Linked DNA regions of Sus scrofa: regions 2 and 3 are each linked to region 1. Evidence: chromatin contacts called from public HiChIP or PLAC-seq and promoter capture Hi-C data. All regions are on one chromosome and are shown on one strand. Each heading gives the region's core, a stretch centred on a gene start, on an enhancer-like site or on the middle of the called end of the contact. The rest is flanking DNA. Distances are from core to core; before and after follow the strand shown.

What was found. Promoter capture Hi-C pulls out the DNA fragments that hold promoters and counts their contacts. HiChIP or PLAC-seq counts read pairs in DNA pulled down with a chosen protein or histone mark.
Region 2: an H3K27ac HiChIP or PLAC-seq map of skeletal muscle shows a contact between it and region 1. The contact joins the promoter of MEX3A here to the promoter of SMG5 in region 1. A contact is called at or near these places in 3 of 47 Hi-C or Micro-C datasets (embryonic fibroblasts, fibroblasts and liver) and 2 of 2 datasets of contacts at active chromatin or transcription factors (alveolar macrophages and skeletal muscle).
Region 3: a promoter capture Hi-C map of liver shows a contact between it and region 1, with 5 times the contacts expected there. The contact joins the promoter of UBQLN4 here to the promoter of SMG5 in region 1. A contact is called at or near these places in 1 of 5 promoter capture datasets (liver), 1 of 47 Hi-C or Micro-C datasets (skeletal muscle) and 1 of 2 datasets of contacts at active chromatin or transcription factors (alveolar macrophages).

Annotation. Positions count from the first base shown.
Region 1 is chr4:93,768,916-93,771,865 of Sscrofa11.1, reverse strand. SMG5 (protein SMG5) reads right to left here and starts at 1,537. Exons shown (of 22, transcript XM_021089680.1): 1 at 1,288-1,537. The coding sequence starts at 1,361.
Region 2 is chr4:93,948,552-93,951,273 of Sscrofa11.1, reverse strand. It overlaps MEX3A (RNA-binding protein MEX3A), which reads right to left and starts at 1,398. Exons shown (of 2, transcript XM_021089689.1): 1 at 473-1,398. The coding sequence starts at 926.
Region 3 is chr4:93,974,824-93,977,864 of Sscrofa11.1, reverse strand. It overlaps UBQLN4 (ubiquilin-4), which reads right to left and starts at 1,479. Exons shown (of 11, transcript XM_003125701.5): 1 at 1,278-1,479. The coding sequence starts at 1,385. It overlaps LAMTOR2 (late endosomal/lysosomal adaptor, MAPK and MTOR activator 2), which reads left to right and starts at 2,304. Exons shown (of 4, transcript NM_001243627.1): 1 at 2,304-2,579; 2 at 2,886-3,041. The coding sequence starts at 2,512.

The sequences.
Region 1 (2,950 bases), core at 288-2,787:
AGAAAGATGTCCTGAGCCATTACCAAAAGCTGGAGACAAGTAAGGAATTTTGCAGACACTGCCCACGCTCTGTCTGACAGGCAGCGCTGACACTCGGCAGCATGACGAGGCACACAGGCCACCCCAGCCAACTGCTTGGGGCAGCCCACAGTGGGAGCCCAGGGGCTGATGGATTGGATCACTTTTCTATTTTTGGAACAGCCTGTACTCCCCTCTGCCTTCTGGCTTAGGAAGCCTAGCAGGCAGGATGCCTACTCCAGGAAGGGAAAGACAACATGCTCTTGACTCTTTCACTGCCAAGATGGGCGCATGGCTCTGAAGGTATTCTTCTCATGCAAACACCTCTGTTCTATAGAGCCTAAGCCAAATGAAAACCCCAACCCCTACTAGAAAGCAGAAAATGCAACAGAGCCTCTACGCCTCATGCCATTTTGATCCAGTTCAACAGCCCCCACATGAACAATCCTGGACGGGGTGAGGGGGCCAACTGGTCTGTTCCCAACACAGGGCTGAAAAGCTGAAGATGTTGAGGAGTGTGAGTGGCACTGTGGAAATCAGAAACCAGGAATGGAAGGTGCCTGGCAAGAGACTGTAGTCATGAGGCTGGAAGGATGTCTCAACTGAGGAGTCCCCAGGTGCCCTGAAATGGGCTCCTATGACCTAAGAACATTCTAGACTCAAAGTCCTTCACTGCTCTTCCAGTCCACACAGTCTTCCCGTCTCTTTTCATTCAGATTCCCAACCAAAACTTAGAGCCATACAGGACTTCAAAGCATACCAAACCCAAATGTCTCCTTTTAAGGATGAGAAAACTGAGGCCCAAGGTCACACAGTGAGCGAATGGCAAAGCAGGGACCTGAGCCTGGCTCTCTTGATTTCAGTCCAGGGCTCTTCCCTGTAAGTCTACAGGGTTCTAAGCACCATTCCCTTCCGGGTTTTTCTCCCCTCTGTGACCCCACCCTCACCTGCGCAACCCCTGCCGTTCCCAACTCCCACCTTCTTATCCCAAATCCACAAAGCACGGTGCTCGCCCCAAGCTTACTGCGGAAGGGATTCCTCCACGTGCTTCCCTCCAAACCTTCCTCCCACCCAATTCCTTCTTTCAGCTTCTGCCTGGGGTTACGGAGCCCCGCCCCCCCCGCCCCCCCCGCTCCCTCTAAAATTGCACCTTCCTCCCTCGCCAGCACCCTAACCCAGCACCGGGCCCCTCCCGCCCAGGAGGCCCCGCCCCTCGCTGTCCCCCCACTTCCCTGGGCGACTGCACTCACGCCCTGGCCCCCCTCTCACCGGTAAAGCCGCTTAGTGTGGAGGACCTTTGCTTCGGGCTCGCTGCTCTCCCCTGTGGCGGGGCCTTGGCTCATGGTGCCCGGGTCCAGGGGCGGCTCCCGGTCACAGGCCCCCGCCACCCACTGCTACCGCCACCACTGCCGTCTCCGGCCGTAGCCGCAGGCACCACCGCCGCCGGCCCTGCTCGGCCGCCATCGCTGTGAGGCGGCTGCCCGCGACAGCTCCTCCTCCGCCTGCCAAATCTCGCGATATCAGTTGCACAGTTGCAGGCCAGGGGGCCTGCTGCTACCAAATCTCGCGAAAGTCGTTTTCCCTCCCGGGAAGTTGCCAGAACTAACTCTGGGCGGCATGGCCTCTTTCCGGCTTCTGCAAGCCCTTGTGAAAAACTTTATTGACAAAGTTGCCAGAGAGCGAACAGCGGACTCTAAGGAGGGCTGAGCCTAAGCAGATGGGCTCACAGCTAGGAGTGTGGCTTTGCCTTGTCTGACTGTGGTCATTTGGTTCGTTTTTCTGTCGCCCCCATTTGAGTCGAGCCTCTTTCAGGTTACTAGTTACAGTGATTCTAATTCTCTCTTTTCCCCCATTATTTAAACAAGCAAAAAACTTGTATGTGAAATTTTTTTTGGAAAGAACCGAGTATGACAAGGCCTTCCAAGATAAGACTCTTACACAGACACCTCAGCCCTTCAGCTTCCGACCCCAACCCAAAGATTTCCACTTGCATGTTCCTCACTTACTGTTCCAGTAAACATTTATTGAACATCTGCTGTCTTCCAGCCACAGTGCTGGATTTTGGAGTCACAGAGATGAGCAATTCAGACATTGTCCCTCCCCTTACGAAGCTCTAATGACTTAAGGGGAAAAGATCCACAGGAATGAGAAGTTACACCCTTACATTTCTGCCCCCTGGTCCTCCCATAGGAAAGATCACTGTGGATTCCTATTGCTGTCTTTTTTTTAATGGCCACACTCTCAGCATAAGGAAGTTTCCAGGCTACAGATTCAATCCAAGCCATGGCTGTGATCTATGTGACCAGAACCACTGCAGTCACGTTCTTAAACCACTGTGCCACGGTTTTTGTAACCTTAAACCTAACCTAAAAAGCAAGGTGCTTAGGGAGATGTTCCTGAAACAACCTGTCTTTCCTTTTTATTGGCCTTTCACTTGTTGTTCCTCTGCCTGAAACACCCATTCTCCTGATTCCCAGCAGGTCTCAACTCAAATATCACTTTGGCAAAGAAATTTTCCTATTGAAATTGTCTTATTGATTTATTTTCTAGGCTTCTTTATTATCTGCTACCCCAACAGAACAAGCCCCTTAAGTCCAGAGACTTTGCCTGTCATCTCGTTCTTTCCTATGTCTATGCCCAGAATAGTGCCTAACTAATAACAGGTGCTCAATAAATATTGAATGAATAAGTGTAGAAATTCCACCTCTCTTTTGGGTGTTTTCCAACCTACTCCAACATCCTTTTTTTTTTTTTGGTCTTTTGTCTTTTTAGGGCCACACCGCAGCATATGGAGGTTCCCAGGCCAGGGTCCAATTGGAGCTGTAGCTGTCATCCTACACCACAGCCACAGCAAAGCAGGATCCGAGCTGCGTCTGTGACCTACACCACTGCTCACAGCAATGCCAGATCCTTAACCCACTGAGCAAGGCCA
Region 2 (2,722 bases), core at 149-2,648, 180 kb before region 1:
ACAGATACTCAGTCTGGCTTCCCGGGCCAGGTCTCCCCCAAAGTCTGTAACTCCAGGCGGCTGGGGGTCCCAGGGGTGCCCCCTCCCCAACCCACTAGCAGATGCCGGAGTAGGGGCCTCGGAGTAACTCTTTGCACATTCTGCCAGTTTTTCCGGCTAGGAGTGGACACCCCCTCCGGACAGCCTCCCCGGATTGGAAGACCAATCCCCCTCCCTTTTCCCTCTCTCCACCGGAGGATATTTCTTTGTCTAAGGGCACAGCCCTGAGGGGAGGAAGGATCTGGAGAACAGTCCCAACTGGGGGGTAGCCGGGAACTTTGTGGCACTTGGAAATCAGGGTAGGGGGCGGGTCCCCCTTTGTGGGGAAGAGACCAAGCCAGAGGCGGGCAAGGAGGGAGGAAATGAACTTTCCGTGCTAGGGATGGGGTGCCCCCCACTCCAGTCTCTCTCCACGGTCCCGGCGCCCGCTTACCTTGCCTGCCCACGATCTCGGCCACGTGCTCGGAGGTGGGCACGGGTACACACTCGGTGGTGTTGCTGCTGCCCTTCAGGCGCAGCTCGGCCTCTTTGTAGAGAGCGCAGAGCTTGGCGTCGCTGGCCCCTTTGGGGGCGGTGGGGGGCTGGGGCGTCTGCGCCGCGGGGGCCGCTGTCGGGGCGGCCGGGGGCGCCGCGGGCGGCGGCGGCTGGGCCGGCTGCGGGGGGGCGGCCGGCTGCGCGGGGGCGCCGCCCCCCCCACCTCCCCCGTCCTCGCCCGCCGTGGGGGCGGGGGGCTCCCCCAAACCCAGGAGGCAGAGTTGATCGAGAGCCAGCTGAAGGGCGCGCTCGTCTTCCAGCAGCCCTCGGTCCTTAGCGCTTCCCCCGAAACATCCTAGTTCTCCAAAGCCCCCATTTCTTTCCATTATTCCAGATACCACTAGACTAGGCATGGCGAAACAAAAGCTGGGGGAGAGAGAGAGAGGGAGAGAGAGAGAGGTGGTGGAAGGGAAAAGAGGAGAGAGGAGGGGAGGGGAGAGGAGAGGAGGGGGGTGTGTGGGGAGGGGGAACAAAGAACTGGGGAGGGGGGAAGAAAGCGAGATAGAAAGATAGACCCTCCCCCTAAGCCCCCCTCCCCAAACACCCTGTAACCCGACTCCCCTCGCCCCAGCCCCCGGGGTGGGGGTGGGGGGAAAGAGAAGCAAAACCAAGAAAGCAGATCTCCTCTCTTCTCCGGGGGTGACGGGGGGCGGGGGGCTGCGGGATCTCTGCCCCCACCCCTCCCGCCTCAGGCCCGGGAGTCTCTAGACCCCGCCGTCCAGACGCCCCCCTTAGGCTCCCGCACCGAGCCCCAGTCCAGGAGCGGCGCTCAGTGGCCCCCAATAGAGCCCAGCCCCTTCCAGCGCTCAAACTCTTTTGTTTTAAATGAACTGGATGGAGCAGCATGGAACTGACGGGAGGGGGGCGCGCCGGGGGCGCCCGGGGCATGCCGGGAGTTGTAGTTTCCCGCCCTTGGGGGCGAGGGGACGAATTCCCTGACCCGAGGAGGATAGGGATGTGCCTTCGGTCTTTACCCGCGGCTCAGAGGCGAAGCTGAGGGTGGGATGGAAGTCGAGGTCCCTCATTTTTCCGAGGGGCGGGCACCGGGAGAGGAGTCAGTGTACAGAAACGGTTCGGGTCGAAAAAAGGCTAATGGAGTGTGTCCCCCCTCCCAAGACGGGCTCCTTCCCGATCCGGGCCAGTCTCAGGTCCTTCTTTCTTATGATAATGAGGGGGGGCGAGAGGGCGGGGAGCGGTCCCGGCTGGGTCACTGCGGCTTTCTCTCGCTCTCTCGCTCTCTCCCCTCTTCCCCCTCCCTGTCGCGCTCCCTCTCAGCTCTCCGCTCCCCCCTCCCGCTCTCCCAGAGTATATCCCGGCTCCCGGCCGCGGGGAGAGGTTCTCCGCAGAGCAGACAAAGCCCGCAGCCGCGATGCGGGGAGAGCTTGGTCCTGCGCGCTCTGGGAGCCGGGATGGGGTGCCGGGTTGGAGGGTGGGACCCCCTGGCAAAAGACGGGGTCCCCTCATCCCCAAGCGGCAAGCCATCCTCCCTCATCCCCTCCTGCCCCCCAGTCTCGGAGATCTGAGAGGCACCGACTGGGAGGTGAGTTAGTTCACTTCCTTCTGATCTGTAGAGGGAACCGGGAGGGCTCTGGAGTGTTGAGGTGAGGAGGACGAAGGGGTGGAAAGAGAGGAGAGAAGTAGGGGACCGAGAATGGGGAAGCAAGGGAAGTCTGAAAGACGTGATGTGACTTAACAGTTTAGGGAGAGCCGGGAGCTTTGGGTGCGACAGGAGGAGGAAAGAGAGACCCGATGGAATGGAGACCCGGGCTTCCTCAGACCTGGGCCGTGCATACAGCTTGGGGGCGATCTGTTCTTTAGCCTTAACCGTCATTCTGCTTTGCCTCACCCATCTTTCTCCCATTGAATAATACCTTGTGACTCTGGAAATTTGGTGAAAGTAAAAAATCAGTATTTAAGGCACGAATTGGACAGCTGGGGACTTTTAGGGGAGCTTGTGGAAGTTGGAGTGTAAAGCAATCTTTTCTTCTCCCCTCACCCCATAGCTTTGGCATTTCTTTTGTCACTCTCTTTATGCCTGGGTCTTTCCCAGTAGGAGAAAGGATGGCACTGCAACTTGAGGGCTTGAGATCAGACTTTTAAGAACTTCCCAAAAGAATTTTATAAGAATGTGTGGGTGAGCAGCCATGGA
Region 3 (3,041 bases), core at 230-2,729, 210 kb before region 1:
CTTGTGACAATGATGATAAACAGATCCCACTTATTTATTTAGGTATTTACATATTTATTGGCCACATTCACAGCATGCAGAAGTTCCTGGACCAGGGTTCGAACCCAAGCCACACAGTGACCTGAGCCAAAGCAGTGACAACGCCAGACCCTTAACCAGCTGACCCTTAACCAGTTACCAGGTAACACGTTATTTATAAAAGCACTAACCATTCAGAGTCTAAATCCCATGAGATACATGTTAACAATTATCTCCATTTTAAAGACAAGAAAACTGAGAATCAAAGCAGTTAGGAAACTTGCCCCGGGCAGACTGGAACTTAGGCCTCGATACCGAAGCCCAAGCTCTGAACCAAAAACATGGATCCTCTCAACTAGAGCTGATACCAAATTCAGCTTTGCAGCGAAAATGATTTCAATTCTGGAATGGAGTCATTTTATAAGGTTGGGGGAAGGGCAATAATGGCACTAAAAGCTGGCTTGGAAAGAGTTAAGACTCTACATCTATCCGCAACCCCCCTACCAACCCAAACTTACACTCTAAGTAAAAACAGTGCACTTGCTAAGCAAAGGCAGCTTCCAGATCCCTCCTTCCCAACCAGAAAGCCTATCTTAGCCCCGCCTCTGTGAAATTCTGGAGCCGCCACAGGCGGGTGGTGAACACAGCAATATTCCCTCATTCAGTCATTCACCACATTTTTCTTGAGCACCTACTGCACCTTGTGTAAATCCCAGAGGGGCTGAGAACCAAACGCAACTACCTTGATTTGAAAGAGTAGCAAAGATCCCGGCAGAGGGAAATCCTCCCCCCGCACCGGCCGGGCGTCAGAATGCTGGGCGTTCTCTGAGACGCACAGTAGAAGCCTGGAGCTTTCCTCGCCTGCGCCCCGCGCCCACTATCCGGCCTCCGCACCTTGCCCGGCTCCCACCCTGCCTCAGCGCCTCGAACCCCCGCTAGTAAGCGGCGCAAACACTCCTCTCCAACACAGGGTCCTTCCCCCTTGCCTGTGCAAGGTGTCCTCTTCCAACTCCACCACGCCCCCAGACCAGGCCACAAGGCAAACCCCGGCCTCCCTTCCCAAACACGCGCCACGCTACCCCGGATCGACCTCGCAGGACGCCCCCTACCCGCCGCCTCTTCCCTCCCGCTTCCCCGAGTGCCTGCTGGGCCCCCGCCCTCCTCTCCCCGGCCCTCCCATACGCCCGACGGTCTCAGAGACACCCCCCTCTTCACAGACCACTCCTCCGCACCCCCCCAATCCCCACCACCCGTACTACCTCCTTGACCGAGGCTCGATCGCAGATCACAATTTCCTCCTTGTCCTTAGGGGTCTTGACGGTGACCCGAATCGGGGGCCTCGTCTCGGCCCCGCTCGGCTCCGCCATGCCGCCGCCGCCGCCGCCACCCGGCCGCCCGCCAGCCCGCCCCGGCTCCTCCTCCTCCCCGCCCGCCCGGCGGTGCTCGGCTCCGGCGCCTCCAACACTCCCCTCTCCCCTCCCCTCCCCAAGGCTTCACCGCCCCCTCCGGACCAGCCGCAGCCACAGCGCCCCGGGCGGACCGGGGGGGCCACTGCAGCGGGGTCCGCCCAGGGCCGAGCCCGGGGTCTGCAGCCTGGGCAGGGCCTTGCTGGGCGGCGGCCCCCAAAGGGGCTGCTCCGGACAGGGGCGGGAAGCAAACTCTCCGGGAGAGACCACCGCCCGTGGTAGCCGGTCCGAGTCGCGCTGAGGTGCCAACCCCCCGCCCCCGGGCCCAAAGCTACCCGCCCCCTCCGCGACTAACTCTTTCTCCGGGACAAAGGACTTTCTGTGTCGCCGCTTTATCTCCGTTCCCTATGATAACTGGTCTTTCTTGGAAAGCCCAAATCCTTTCCAGGCCTGAGGCTTCTCCCGACTTGGAGGCTGAATTTTCCACTTCTGGATATCTACCTAAAACCTCTTCTGTAGGATTGACTTAATTCCCCTGAGGGTAGCGGCCTCCAAGAAGTCTATTCAGTACAGTTCCAGAGACCTGGATTTTTGCCTGCATGGCCTTTCTGAGCCTATTTCCTCAATAGCATCTATCTCCTCATCTCACAGAATTATGCATAATGTAGAAAATTGCTTTGAGAAGTAACCCAAGGTATGCCTGACAAGTATAGGAATTTTGTTTTCTTTTAATTACTGAATCGTGGATTGTCAAGCAGATATGACTCCTCTGCCCGAGAGGGTTAAATGTCCTTCCAGTACTGCCACTATCCTTTTACTCCCGCTCTTTTCCCCCATAACCGCGTGGTCTCACTGGAAAGGCGAACTGTAGTTCCCAGGGTGCCTCGCGAAGCTTCGAGGAACTACAATTCCCAGCGCCCCCCGCGGTGAGGCGGGGTTGAGTCAGAACCGCACAGTCAGGCCAGGAAACTACAACTCCCAGGAGTTCTGGAGCCGGGCAGCTGGACTACGGGAAGCGGCAGGCGGAGGCCAGTTATAGGAAACTCCGGGATCAGGTTGTGAAAGCCCAGGGTTAGGAGCCACAGGCATGCTGCGTCCCAAGGCTTTGACCCAGGTGCTAAGCCAAGCTAACACTGGAGGTGTCCAGAGCACCCTGTGAGTGCGGACCGAGAGGCCGAGCGGCGAGCACTGGAGTGGGGCTGCGCGCGGCTCTCCGAGGGAGGGGTGGGGAAGGCTCTCTGGGAAGGGAGGAGGTGGCAGAGGGGGCAGCCTTTGGGTGAACCGGCGAGAGGGCCACTCTTGAAAGAGAAACTGACGTGCTGGGTGTTTGGGGCATGTTCTAGGACACACTCAACCCAGACCCTTGCTTTCTAGGAGCGCCGGTGGGCGAGTTGGGATGGAAAGTCAGGTATTTTACTCCCCATCCTGAGCACGTTGATATCCGTTCTGATGCTTTTCCAGGCTGCTGAATAACGAGGGATCTCTGTTGGCCTACTCTGGTTACGGGGATACGGACGCCCGAGTCACTGCAGCCATCGCCAGTAACATCTGGGCGGCCTACGACCGGAACGGGAACCAAGCATTTAACGAAGACAATCTCAAATTCATCCTCATGGA